2 separate regions of the Gossypium hirsutum genome follow, and region 2 is linked to region 1. Evidence: chromatin contacts called from public Hi-C data. All regions are on one chromosome and are shown on one strand. Each heading gives the region's core, a stretch centred on a gene start, on an enhancer-like site or on the middle of the called end of the contact. The rest is flanking DNA. Distances are from core to core; before and after follow the strand shown. Region 1 holds the start of LOC107919046 (xylan glycosyltransferase MUCI21). Region 2 holds the start of LOC107920122 (UDP-glycosyltransferase 13).

Region 1 (7,492 bases), core at 1,485-3,984:
TTATTTTCAAGGTTTGGGTATTACGTATTGTACATTTAAGTTTATTTTCTCCATATTGTACTCTTATTTAGTGAAAAGACAATACCTCTTTTTCTCGTGGTTTTTCCCTCCTTGAGGGCCTTCCACGTAGAATATTTGTACTCATTCTTCTTCATTTTTACTATCTTATTGTTTATATCCCCAACATTGTTCTAAACTTTTGAAAGCTATGGATTTCAAGCAAAATTTAGATATTCATTAATTTTTTTAGTACAACAATGATTCAAATTCAAACTATTCCCAAAAAGAGAAACAAGCATACTAATAAACCACAACTTAAAATTATTAGACATCCATTATTAAGTAAGAATAAAGTTAAGTATAATCAACATTCCTCTTTAATATAAAATATCATAATTATTTGCAAACTTAAATTTTTCTTGTCACAATAAAAGAATAATTTTAATGATGTAAAATTGAATTGAATGGACTGTCCAAATCATTTCAATTGAAAATTAGAGATTTATTCGATACGATGCTATTCAAAGAATACATAAAACCCAAGAAAATGAAAAATACCCCTTTTCTTCTTCTTTTTTTATAATATTATGAGAATAAAAAAATCACCTAAACAAACCGAGTTATTCGAATTAATCGAGTTGTTTGAGTTAACTTGAATTTTTTCGAATTTCGAGGTCGTATCAAGTTTGATTTTTGACTTCGAATAATTTGAATAAATCGAATTAATCAAGTTTGATTTTTACCCCAAACTCCCAAACCTCTTTACTTTCCATTCAAAACTTTTACTCCCTCTCACTTTTCCTCCAAACCTTTTACTCTCCTCTCATCCCCCTCCCCCTTTTTTTTAATATATCCCCCAAATTTTACTCCCTCGTTTACTTCCCCCAAAATTTTACTCATTCAACCCCCAAAACTTTTTTTTTCTCTAAACTTTTACTTCTCACCCTTTACCCTCAAATCAAAAATTAAAACCATCCAACAAAATCTCTAAACCTAAACAGTAATAATTTTATTTCTATCTACAATTTATATTATTAAATTAAATTTCGCATTTTAGACTATTTATATTATTGAATTGTTTAATCATATTGAAGCTTTATAAATTTTTGTTAAAATTGAATTATTGATGATGCCATAAAATATTCGTGTTAAATTTTTATGTTGGTATTAATTTGACATTTTATCTTTAAGATAACTTTTATTAAAAAATCACATTTTTTACATTTAATATATTTTTTAATTTCAAAATACATAGTGACAAGAATAAGAAGATAATTGAAGCAACTAAGTAAGCAAAGAAGCTAACCCGTATATAAAAGATTAATAAATAAATTATGGGGGATGAAAATTAATAACAAATTTGATTATGGTGGGCGTCAGTAATTACAAGGACCCAAAATCTTTTTTTTTTAATTTAACTCGAACAAATATATTTGATTCGATTCGATTGGAATTCCATCTCACTGGACTCGATTCGAGAAAATTTCAAATCGAGTTAGGATGATAAAATAAGATTTGCCAACTCAATTAATTCAAAATTTTTTCATTCGATTCGATTCGACCGAAGACTCACCCCTAGATTTAATAACTATTCAAGTAAGTGTGTTACATTAATTTTAATTGAAGTGTTGTATTTTTGACTTTTAACTTGATTATTAATGTAATAATATAATGTAATAATATAAGAAAAAATTCAGAACATTTATGTTCTGACATAAAATAAATAAAGAATAATTATTATAAAATTAAAATATGTGATTAAAATAAGTAAAAACAATCACAAAAAGTAAGATAAGGGGAAAATTTTCCCTCTTTGTGAATGATTAAAAATTACAAGTTATAATTAGTTTGTAGCTAAATAATAATTAAAATATGTGAAAAAATTTAATACTTTAATCAAACGTAACATTACATGACTAAGTTAGGCCATGAAAATTGAAAGCATCCCACTATGATGTGACCTTACTATAAAAGAAATGTAATAAATTATAGTTATTCTATGTCAGACAAAAGGAGAAAAAATTGGCTTTTAGACTGGCCAACTTGGTGTCTTGGTCATTTTCAACACATTGAGAATTGGAGGCAATCAACCAATAGTGGAGATTCATATTTGGCTTCATTTTATATCTAGTAGTTTTGCCACAAATGTCTTTATCTTAGGTTCTTCATAGATGATTGCTTTTGAGGTACTGTCAAATAGCCCATAGTTGAATGGACATTGCCCAATTGAGAAGTATATGGGCTCATAAGAAGGTCAATTGAAAATGTAGCAGGCCGTTTATATATGCATACTTACATCTTACCTAATTAAAACATCCAATCTAATTTTTTTAATTAAATTTATGCTTTTTAATACAGTCCCTAAATTTTTTATTTTTAAATAAATTTCACAAGACAAGGGATGCATGGGAAAGCGGATGGCCCTCTACATACTAATCACTACCAAAATTTCAAACTGAATTAAAATATCGTTAACTTGATTCAACCCAATTTCATTCATCAATGACGAGATTTTTCAAAATCCATTAATATGTATTAAATATTAACTTCTTTATTTTCCAATCATAATAGAGGAAATATATACTATATATACTCATAATTGAATGAGTGTGTGGCATGCCATAATAAATAATATATAAATTCAAATAATTAAAAATAAAAAAAAAGGTAGGTAACTAAGTCCAAAATTGATGGGCTTATTTAAGATTCCCTCCCTTCATCGTAAAACAAGTTCCCAAATACAAGGCATCGATTACACCTTAAATAAACCCAAATCATTTCTTCCATTCTTTCATTTCTTTTCAAACACTAACATAGGTACAGTTTTCTTCACCACTTATATATATAGGTTGAATATTTTTATGGCATTGCATTGAAAGGATTTTGGCGCTTTTTGGTTAGGGCGATGAAGAAGATACTTGGGAGCTCGAGAGCCGCCATTGCGACCACCCTTTTTTGCTTACTGTTGTTGTGGTTTCATACGATGAGCCTCAGCATGTCGTCGATTTCCAGGATAAACAACATCATTGCAGCCACGTCCTCCCCCACCGATACCTTCAACAATAATCAAGGTACCATAAAATTAAAACTTCATAATCCTTGTTGAGAAATGTAAATGAAATTTCTGAGCGATTCAAGTTTGATTTGAAAATGAGTTTGAATTCAATTTGGTGAATAAGCTAAAATCAAATGTTTTAATATTTTTGATAAAATTATTATTGTGTTAGAGTTTAGGGATTGAGAGCTGTATGAAGAAAATACATATTGATATTTACCCCTTAAAAATACCGATGATATAAGCCAAGGTTAAGTAAGCGGAAGTGTAGGAGTTCAAAATTGGTTTGAAGGTTAGATAATGAAATTTAACCGAGTTGATCACCATTCAAACTCCATTATATTTGATGCCTGGCTGGATTGCTGTTTCTAGTTCTACCAACCGCACAAGCTTCCATATCCTTTGACCTCTTCACCTCTTTGCATTATTGCATTAATTTATGCTCTGTTTGTTGGGATGCTTAATATATCACTAACAACTGCCCACATCCATTTACAAAACTACTTTTGATTTTAATCTCCAAACATACCTTTTTATTACACTCATTAATCAAGTATTTATAACAATTTAAATTTATGCTGTTATTTTTTTAATAAATTAACATTTTAGATAAAACATAAAATTATTTTCTAAACAGTAAAATGCATTATTCATGGGTTAGGTTAGTTGCCCAAACCCAAAAGTCTGCTCAAAATTTAAGAGAGTTTACACAAAAATATTAGGCCCGAAAAATATATTTGGGAAAAAAAATAAGGCATCGCTTAAAATGTGGGTTGGAATCGGGCTCAAATATTTGAGGCCCGAGCCTGGTCCGTTTTTAAATATGTTATGTTATTTTTATATATTATGTAATTTATAATACAAAAATTAAATCTAGAGTAGTACATAATACTAGTATGACATAAACATTAAAAATTGTTAAGGTGACTATATATAAAATTTTAATAAAAAATGAAATTTTTAAAAATAATATGGGCAGACTTAAAATGGGTTGGAATTAGCCATTTACAAATATAAGTGAGTTTGGGCAAAATTTTAAGCTAATATTTCAGAACAGACCAAACTTGAGCAAATATAAAGTATGTTAATATCGTGCACTGACTCAACCCATAACACCTCTATTTGGCTGGATTAGAACGAATCCAAACTTAAAATTTTTTAAAATTAATCTATAATATTATGGTTTAACCCCGTCTCATAAATAACCCTAGTATAAAATTTACTAGCCCATAACTTTTCAAATTTACAAGATCAAAATCAAGTAATAAATATGGGTTAATGGTTTCAAGCTTGGGAAAATTTGTAATTTAATTAATTTAAAATTTCAATAAAAAAATGTAGTTGGCAAGTACTTGTTAAAGAATATTTTTTGTTACTAATAACATATCATTGGCCAACATATTTGCATTTTACTAATACAAATTATTTTTTTATTTGTATTATTCGTCAACTCTTTATTCCTTCGCAACAGAAACACGTGTTCAAATACGAACTGTGGCAAGTCAGCAGAACCACCAACTTCTTCCACATGGCGTTCTTCCAATGAGTTACCAATTCAGCTGCAACCGTACCTATCTTCGCTATGATCTCTGCACGATCGACGGCTTGACTGTCTTGGACCCCACAACCTCTACATTCTTTACCATGGACCCCACTAGCCCCGTCCACGTGGAGAAAATCAGGCCCTACCCAAGAAAATACGAAGACTACATCATGGGCCAAATCAAAGAGCTTAATCTAGTATCGGGCCCATCAAGCCCACAATGCACGATCCGGCACGAGTCTCCGGCCATTGTATTCAGTGCGGGAGGGTACACTGGAAACTTATTCCATGCTTTCAATGATGGATTGATCCCCCTCTTCATCACCGCAAGCTCCTTCTACCCTGACGGTGATTTCATCATCGTGGTCTCGGAGTTCCATGATTGGTGGCAAAGTAAGTATGCAGAAATACTTAAGGTTCTTAGCAAACACCCGATTGTTGCCCTCGAAAAGGATAACGCCACTCACTGTTTTCCTTCAGCCACTCTAGGGCTCATAGCACATGGTTTCATGACTATAGACCCAACGCTAATCCCAACCTCAAAAACACTGATGCATTTCCGGGATCTCCTAGAAAAAGCCTATACCCAAAATCCTATTCTACCCTCTCCTCCCCTTGATCCAAAACCCGAACGCCGGCCACGCCTCGTTTTAACATGTCGAGGCAACGATGTGTCATCACGAAGGATACTAAATCAAGATGAAGTGATTCAAGTAATGAAAGAAATAGGGTTCGACGTTATCGTGTTCCAACCAAACCGTTACACATCCCTTAGCGAGGCATATGCAATGTTGAATTCAAGTCACGTGATGGTTGGAGTGCACGGCGCGGCCCTCACGCATGCATTGTTCCTTCGGCCAAGGTCAGTGTTCATGCAAGTGGTACCGATCGGGACTGAATGGGCAGCAGATGCGTTTTACGGGAGAATAGCTAAAGGGTTAAATGTGAATTACTTGGAATATAAAATAAGGGTCGAAGAAAGTAGCTTAATGGAAAAGTATGGGAAAGATAATGTGTTGTTAAAAGATCCATCAGCAGTTCAAAAGAAAGGGTGGCCAACTGAGATAATGGACATTTATTTGAAGCAACAAAATGTGAAGCTTGATTTGGTAAGGTTTAGAAAAAGCTTGAAGAGTGCTTATTTAATGGCAAAGAAGTTTATGCATAAGGAAAGATAGTTCATTCTTTTATCATAGAGATCCAATTATAGGAGAACACCATTTGTGTTTATATGCAAAGTTTGTATTTTGATCTCAATTTGTGTTAATTTTGCGTTCATTGACGACAGCTTGTATATGCTTCCGTTTTTATTTTGAAATTTTATGTCTTTTTTTTTTAATTTTTAAGATTATAACCAAATTGACAAAAAATGTAAACATTGAAGGGGAAATTTGTTGAACTTTTTAGAATAGGACCCAATTGACATATTACGTAAATTGTTAAGGGCTAAAACTATTATAATACCAATCAAATAAGGCTACATCAACATTTCATTTGGTGACTAAAGGTATTTTAATGAGGAGTGGCTAAAACAAGAAATTTAACAAATAGAAGTGACTAAAACATGAAATTCAACTAACTAGAGTGACTAAAATAATAAATTTTTAAAATGGGTGATCAAAATAGGAACACGGATAAACTCGGGTGACTATTTGAGTACCTATGTATCATTATTGAATTATTGATACGGGCAAGGATGGGTTTTTATTTTTTGGTTAAAATGTATAATTATAAATTTAGTCCCCTTTTAATTTTATTCTTTTAATCTCTTTGTTAAATAGTTCAATTTAGTTCTTTTTAACCTCTTTGTCAACACAAATTTTCTAAATTATACAAAGTTCAATTAAAATATTATATTGTATTAAATGAATTTTGTTCAAATTCATCTAATTATATATCCAAATTCTTTCTAAACTTAACCTTAAAATGATTTTTGTTAACTATTAATTGTTTTGAATTTTATTAAATATTTTTATAAATTTTAATAATGTTTTAAAACTTTATATATATTTTTTAAAATAAATCTTTTTATAATTAAAAAAAAAACTACGTTTCAACCTAGACACTATCTAAGCTCATTCCAAAAAAAAAAGATATTTTTTTTAAAATGATTTTTTTGGCTAATGTGGCAGTTGTTGTGATGCTGTCACATCATCAACTGTCCACGTCAACATTATTTACAGCCACGTCAGTAAGATAACGCTGAAAGATTATTAAAGAGCATTTTAAATGAAATATAAAAACACTTGATTGAGTGTAAAAAATTACGAGAGTTTAATTATTATTTTTTGAAATAATTCGAGGACTATCTAAGGGTGAATTTAGATGTACAATGCGTTTACCTGCGGTTAGTGTAAAAACAGCAGTGGCGATGAGATTAGATACTGTAGTGATACTATAGCGTGAGACAAAACATAAGCTAAACGTACCGCACCGCACTGCACCCAATCGCCCATCCAAACCCACCCTAAATCTTTTTTCAAAAAAATAAATATTTTACTTCAATATATTTTACAAATTTAATTCTAATAAAAAAATTAGTAAAAAAATCAAGAATTGTAAAAGTTAACCTAAGAGAAACTAACATAATTGAATTCTTAACTATTTTTAGCATATCAAAATATCTACACTGCTATGTACATAAAAGGAAAACATTTACTTTTAAAAAAAAAGAAAGTATTTATTAAGGGCTTCAAATTATTAACAAAATATTAAATTTCAATGGCGGTCCCTTTATTTTATTAGATTATATAAAACTGTCAAATTTTAATACTGATTATTATAATATGTTCAAATTTGAGATTTAACCTTTATACTTTAATTTTTAACAAAATTTTAACATTTCAAAATTTATAATATTATTAGTTAGTCTAAATATTTTATTATAATTATAT
Region 2 (7,492 bases), core at 1,702-4,201, 160 kb before region 1:
AATCCAACCCGATTTTAGCTATGGTTCCATCTGCCTTCATACCATTAACTCGAGTTTCAAGGAAAGTCGTAACATCAACATCAAACTCAGCAAAGTAATCTCTAACTACCCTAAAAAACTTTGGAGATGCACACCAATGACAGTTTCAAACAAAAATACTTGGTAACATCAAACATACGATAAAAAGAACATATGAAAACGACAGACCCACCTCAAGCATCGACAGTAGTCATTTCGCTAGAGCCCAGGTGCTCCCCTTGAGAATTATTAGTATCCGCAATCAGACCATCGGAGTTGATCCTATAAACAACTCTTGTCATTGCTTCAGCAACAGATTCACGACCTAAAGCCTTCACATTAAATTTACTACCTTTACCTCTAAAATTACGAGAACCTCTTCTTAGTCGTTTGTGGTCTTTAAATTTCAGCGAAGATGAGGAAGCCCCTGAAGACATACCACCTAAAGGAATATTGGGGTTTTGATTTTTAATGATTTTTTATAGCCGAGTGGAATTCCGGATTTAAAATCGTTACATCTAATTTTTCCAAAGGGGTAACAGAGGTGCCTTTTGGCTTGCTGATTTGGAGCTTCAAAACGATACACAGTGGGGCTAATACAAGAATTACTCAAAGACAACCCCCTATTATATGTTCCAATCTTCAAAAAAGGTGGGACTTCCTTTGGGCTTGTGTCACCCGTATTACCCGAAAGAGGAGATGGAGAAGAGACAACAGTACCCAAATTTGTCATCTTCTGAATTTCATTAAAATCAGTAGACTTGGGACTCATCTTGAACGGTCCACTAAGCCCTTGAATGCGGAGCCCAATAGAAGACGTAGCTACTACCTTGGAAGAAATAATGTCCTTCTTGAAAGAGACATTGGCGTTTGGGTCAGCTAGACCTAAAGCCCCATCTATTTTATCCTTCTCTAGGCCACAACCCATAATATCATCTTTAGCAGATAACACAGAATCACGGACGCCGATTGCCTGCACATCTCTCTCCTTATAGGTTGCCTCACCTTCGATTAAGGGGTTGTTACAAAAGGCAACCCTTTTTCCTTTCAAACTAGCTGAATTAGCGGGATTAGAATCCCCAATATTAATTTGGTTCCCATCCCTAAAATCATGCAGGATGTTAAAGCGCGTTCCCGTATGATCTGTTACTGTCCTTTCTTCCCGGCCAAATGCTGGTTTTCGACCCATTCTGTTGTTCTAGCAATTGACCACCATCCAAGGCCCAAACATATCCGATTCTTCCCTATTCTCAACCAGAATCGGGTCATCATAACTTCCTTGCTTCGTCGCTTGATCATGTCTGGGTGAAAACGAGCAAGAATCTCTTAAATGACCAAAACGCCCATACGAAAAACAAATGTTGGGAGAGACTCATACTCAACTTGTTGAATACGGCCATCCACCTTGATTTTAGAGACCAATGGCTTATTAAGATCAAGAAAAATCGCCATAGGAACAAATCGGCCCGTATGTGCATTACCCGTGTCATCGTCAAGTTTAATGACATGCCCAATTGTCTTCCCAATACTCATTAAAATACTCTTCCGGTACAAAAAGTCGGGGAGACCGGAAGATGTATCCAAGCAACTACATTAGATGGGTATGGTTGGCTAGTTGAGAAAGATTCCGACCAGGGTTGAACCTTTAAATACTGTTCAAAAATGATCCAAGGTCCTTCTGTGAGAGCCTGAATATAGTCTGATTCCTCCTGGAATTTTACCATGAAATAATCATTCTCCCAGATCCATGATTTTGAAGGGAGTAGAGGGTTTCCGCAGATGATAGATCTTATTCGAGAGTTTGGAACCCTATTTTCCTTCCCAATAGTTTGACCACGACCGTACGAGACATAGGTTGAGTTTGGACGTGCGATGAGTTTACTTGCATTAGTGTAAATATAGCGGTGGCGATGAGATTAAATACTGTAGTAATATTGTAGTGTGAGACAAAAAGTAAGCTAAACGCACCGCACCTAATCGCTCATCTAAACTCACCCATACTCTGATATAGTATCTGGTGAACCCTGTTAGAGAAACGAATAAAGGGTAGACCATCGTCTGTTCCCTTAGTCACATCATCATTAAGAAGCTGTAGATCATCCTTATCCTATTCATGCATACTATTCCCCATTCCCCTTGAGATCCCAAGCAACATATCTTTAAAAGACACACTTGAAGTAACAGGTTTCTCGAATCCATTGCGGTTGCCATCATCATCCACTACCATAAGATGGTCGTCCTCCCCCGCATCCTTACAACGCATACGAACTTTCTTAGTAACTTTGTCATCCAAAGAAGACAACGAAGAAGAAATCTCCATTCTTTATTTTTTATTGATACATATAGATGGTTTCTCCCTTGGTCAGCTTTTTTAGTTCAATTAATATATATATATTTGAACAAAGTTACAATTAATATATTAATTATATTAATATTTTCATAACCAATTACTATAAGAATTGAACTAATTAAATAATTTAAAGTTTTATAGTCTCAAATATATTTACACTATAATATTATATATTTTAATTGTTTTTGAATGGATATATTTTAATTTTTATATAAATAAATCATATATATTTTTTGAAGAAATCATATAAAATTGTACAATATAATTTTTTTTTTACAAAATTGTAAGGTCTTGATTATTGGAACAACTAATTTCTTTTATCCAAATTCATGTCCACAATTAATATATTTTTATCAAAACCTTATGAAAATATCAAATTTTTATTTGGTTGTTGTTTTATAACCACATTTAATCTATTGCAAAGTTTGCAACAGTGGTATTTACAACCCCCCAATGGACTAATCAAATTCTTTGGCTTTATTATGCATGTCGACATCCATTGTACATCAATCATCAGCATGAGCACATTATGTCCTCATGCAACAGTTTCTGTGTATTTAAAAGGGCAGAATGGAGTCATTGCAAAACCCAATCCATCCTAAAATTCTTAAACGCAGGAAGTCACCCACTTAGCCAAGATGGTTTACCCCAGAGGGGTGCCACCTAAGAACACAGGTCATCCCTTAACCAAATAGCTTGTGTTCTCAGGTCACCCCTTTGGGGTACATATATCTTCGCCTATTTTCTGGATTTGCAATGGAAGTACTTGTTTTTTCTTAACAAGTTCTTCAGATTTTAAACTGTCACTATCTTCTTAATTTGTGCAGTTTAAGCCGTTCTTCAATGATGACAATATTATGAGGTGGTAGTGGATATTTAAACTTCATCATGGCTGGGTCACCCTTCAAACTCGAAGTCATTTCAAAAAAGTAAAGATTTTAGACAAAAATATAAGTTTAGAAAATAGACTTGAACAAAAATAAGGTTTGTTTTCTAAACGAGCCTAGCCTTGAGTAGGATTTTTTTGCCTAAGCTCGGCCCAGCTCGACTCAATGTTTTATTGTTGATTCATTACAGTTTTGTTGTCATTTCGTTGTTGTTTTACTACTAATTTGTTATTATATTATTACTATTTTGTTGTTATTGTTTGGATATTATATAATCTTTATTTTATCATTACTTTTGCTACTATTTTAGACACATTTACTTGCTAAGTTGCAACTTGTTATTCAAGTATAAAAACTTTTCTTAATATATTTTTAATTTGTTAGAAAATATTTATTTTAATATTTTTAGTTGATTTAATGTATTATATTTTTTAAATTTATTTCTGTATAAAAATAATTTAAAAAAGTTAATACGAATAAGTCAAATCACTTTCGTGTTTAATATTTTTAATTTAAACTAAATTTAGACAAAATTTTAAATTCAAAACAAGGTACTAAAAAAACTTAAAATTTTAAGTGGATCTAGCCTGACCTGACCAGCAAATCTAGAAACATTAGTAATCTCAAGGAGAAAAGCTCTTTTCACATTATTTTCTTCATCACTTCACTTAAAACTCGAGAACTTTAAGAAAACATCAAGCTCGGTCAGCAGGACTTAGTGCTATTGCTTCTTTATTTTATTCCCCTTTCAACTACTCTGAGCCTCTCATGAGATAACACTCAGACCTACCATTCTTGCCTGTCTTAATTTCATCAATAATTACATATAGGTACAAGAAAAATGAGCATTGGGACTAGTGTGGAGACCAGCAGAACCAATTCAAGCCAAAATACTGACAGTTGTCTCAGACATAAAAAGGTGCTTCACAAGTACAGACTTAAATCTTTACCTATATTTCATACCTAATCCTGGTGGGATTAGGTTTACATCCCCAACTACCAAACTCCACAGCTTATGAAAGCCTAGATCTTCCTTCACCCATTTTGTCTACTCATTTGGGTTGGTTTCAAGTCTTTAGCTAACAATGTCAAGCTCTGATGGTAATCTTCATGTTGCTTTGCTCCCAAGCTCAGGCATGGGTCATCTGCTACCTTACCTTAGACTTGCTGCCTCACTCATCCACCACCAATGGTCACTCACTTTAATCACCACTCACCCTATTGTTTCTTCAGCTGAATCTCAGCTCATCTCCACTTTCCTATCCGCTTTCCCACAAATCACCCAAAAGAAGTTTCACACCATCCCTCTAGATCCCGTGGCTGCTAACATCACTGACCCTTTTCAACTCCAATGGGAAACCATTCGCCAATCAGCTCACCTGCTTTCCCCTCTCATCTCCACCACTCTCGTTCATCATCACTGATGTGACATTGATGTCATCTGTGATTTCAGTCACTGCAAAGCTATGTCTCCCTAACTACATCCTCTTCACTTCATCAGCTAGAATGTTGTCCCTTTTCTCCTGTTTCCCTTCCATTCCTTCATCGATTCCCAAGGAGTCACTTCCTCCAATACTTTTGGACTCAAACAGCTCCTTCACAAAGAATTTCTCAGACGACAGTGGAAGCCTCAAGCATTTCAATGGAGTTTTGATCAATTCTTTTGAAGAACTTGAAAAAGAACCACTGGAGATGCTTGCTAGTGGAAATTTAACAAAAGGGTTGCCTCCAGTTTTCCCTCTCGGCCCTTTCCTGCCCTTGGAAGTGGAAAGGATATCTTTATTCGCACCATTGAAGTGGCTGGAGAATCAAGAGGAAAGTTCAGTGGTTTATGTCAGCTTTGGGAGTAGGACAGCAATGTCAAAAGAGCAAATAAGAGAGCTAGGCTATGGCTTAGTACTGAGTGGACGTAAATTTTTGTGGGTGGTGAAGAGTAAAGTGGTTGACAAAGAAGAAGAAGAAGGTTTAGATGAGATCCTTGGACACCGTTTGATGAAAAAGATTGAGAATAATGGATTGGTTGTAAAAGAATGGGTGGACCAATGGCAGATACTGAGTCAAAAAGCTGTTGGTGGGTTCATAAGCCATTGTGGATGGAACTCGGTGGTGGAGGCAGCTTGGCATGGGATACCAGTCCTCGGATGGCCACAACAAGGGGACCAAATGATCAATGCTGAGGTGATAGAGGCAGGTGGATGGGGGCTTTGTATGAAGAGCTGGGGGTGGGGATCGAACCATTTGGTGAAGGGTGTGGAGATTGGGGACAAAATCAAGGACCTGATGGGGAACCAAAGGATGAAAATGGAATGTGCAAGGATCAGTGAAGTGGCAAAGCAAAGGTCAAAGGCTGGTGAGGGTTGTGAGAATATGCTGAAGACACTGTTCCAGAGCTTGAAGAAGAGCTGAAGAAGGGAATTTTGTATAAGGACTGGTTAGTTAATTGATTATCTGTTGAATTTTGCTGTTTTAAGATGAATAAGTAAAACACTTCTTCATTCCTATTGAAATTTATGTTTGTTCTGCAAGTGTGGAAATTTCCAGGAATAAGCAAGAACTTCAAGACAAAGTTACTGTGTGGTGGGAGCAGAGTGGATTAATAAAGGTCTAATTTTATAGAGTTTAATTTGTAAATGATAATTGTAATAGCCCAATTTGCCCGGGCCATTCAAAATAAGCAAAAAAAAACAAAACAAAAATAATAAACAATAATTAAATGTCCACAGTCCAAATACTTGGGCCCAAACCGTTTTAACTTAAATTATCTAAATTTAACCTAACCCCAAGTCCAAATACTAAACCCAATTGGCCCAAACGCTAAACCCAATTAACCTAACTAATGTGCAGAAACAGGAAACCCTAACAAACTTGTGTGCCGCTCCTCACTCGCACAGCAGCTAGCCGCACGCCACCACCACCGCGCCACGTTGGTTCCCGTACCGCCAGCTGGACTCTTCCGTACCTGCAGTGAGGACAAACGAACACAGGCTTTGCCTTCGCACGTACGCCACCGCCACACACCACGCCCCCACCGTGCCACGTCACCGTACGGTCGTACCTGCAAATAGAGCAATCAACGCAACAGAAAAGAAAAAAATTGTATTTTTCATATTCATTTTTTTTCTCGGCCTATAAAACAAAAGGCGAGACCTTTGTAATCTTTTTACGGACGCATGCAATATCAATGTACACAAAAAAGAATAAAAAAAGACTGAGTTTTTTAAGGGGATTCTTCAAAGTTTTCCTTTCTTTTTTTTTCTTTCTGTCATTCGGTTCTTTTTCTGATTCATATTTCTTTGCTTTTTCCTTTTTTATCAAACATATATAAGAATAGATATAGAATAAAAAGGGAGAAGATACCTTTAAACAGCGCCATTGGATCTTCGCTCTCTCTGTTGCCGTCGGAGTCTGGGTAGAGATTAATCGGCATTCGGATGGCCAGATTTTTAAGGGGTGAACGGCTAGTGTAACACCCCCAGCTCAAGTCCATCGTTGGATTAGAGTTACGAGGCATTACAGATCAAAACCCAACTCAAATTTTTTTTTATAAATTATACTAACTCAACCACGAAATTTCATTCCATATATATATACATAAATATATAAACACATAACCAATTAAAATCAAACATGCATCATAAATCAAATTACATATACTAACCATGTCTCAAAGTTTCAACCATATCATTATCATTTACCTAATCAAAATTTGTTATCATTCAAATTCTTAAAACATTTCCAAACATATATGATTATATATCAAAATCCAAACATATATCCAAACATTTATTTGTACACATATTTCATTTCAAGTTACTAACTATACTACATATTACAACATAGGTAGTCTACCCTATTTGGACAATTATTATACATCAATTTGAACAACATTTATATACCAAACTAGATAGCATTTTCACACCAAAATTTGGACAGCATATATACAAAATTTGGACTGCATTTATACATCAAAATTTGACAGCATATACATATATAATCGGACTGCATTTGTATATCAAAATTTGACAGCATATACATATATAATTGGACTGCTTTTGTACATCAAAATTTGACAGCATATACATTCATTTACTCTATCAATAAGCCAAACGTAATTAATCACCAACATTTACAAGCATACTTCAATTTATAAACCATCCCCTATATTCACTTAACTACTAAATCCAACCAAATCATATATATTTCAAATATAATACATAACCTAGACACTTAACTTAAC

The links. A called contact is a pair of places that touch in the nucleus more often than the background predicts.
Region 2: a contact with region 1 is called in a Hi-C map of leaf, with 2.1 times the contacts expected there. The contact joins the promoter of LOC107920122 here to the promoter of LOC107919046 in region 1. A contact is called at or near these places in 2 of 34 Hi-C or Micro-C datasets (both in leaf).

What each region holds. Positions count from the first base shown.
Region 1 is chrD13:15,572,406-15,579,897 of Gossypium_hirsutum_v2.1, reverse strand. It overlaps LOC107919046 (xylan glycosyltransferase MUCI21), which reads left to right and starts at 2,734. Exons shown (of 3, transcript XM_016848577.2): 1 at 2,734-2,817; 2 at 2,902-3,071; 3 at 4,527-5,885. The coding sequence starts at 2,906. The coding sequence ends at 5,776.
Region 2 is chrD13:15,729,001-15,736,492 of Gossypium_hirsutum_v2.1, reverse strand. LOC107920122 (UDP-glycosyltransferase 13) reads left to right here and starts at 2,951. Exons shown (of 3, transcript XR_005922768.1): 1 at 2,951-5,686; 2 at 5,797-5,857; 3 at 6,100-6,501.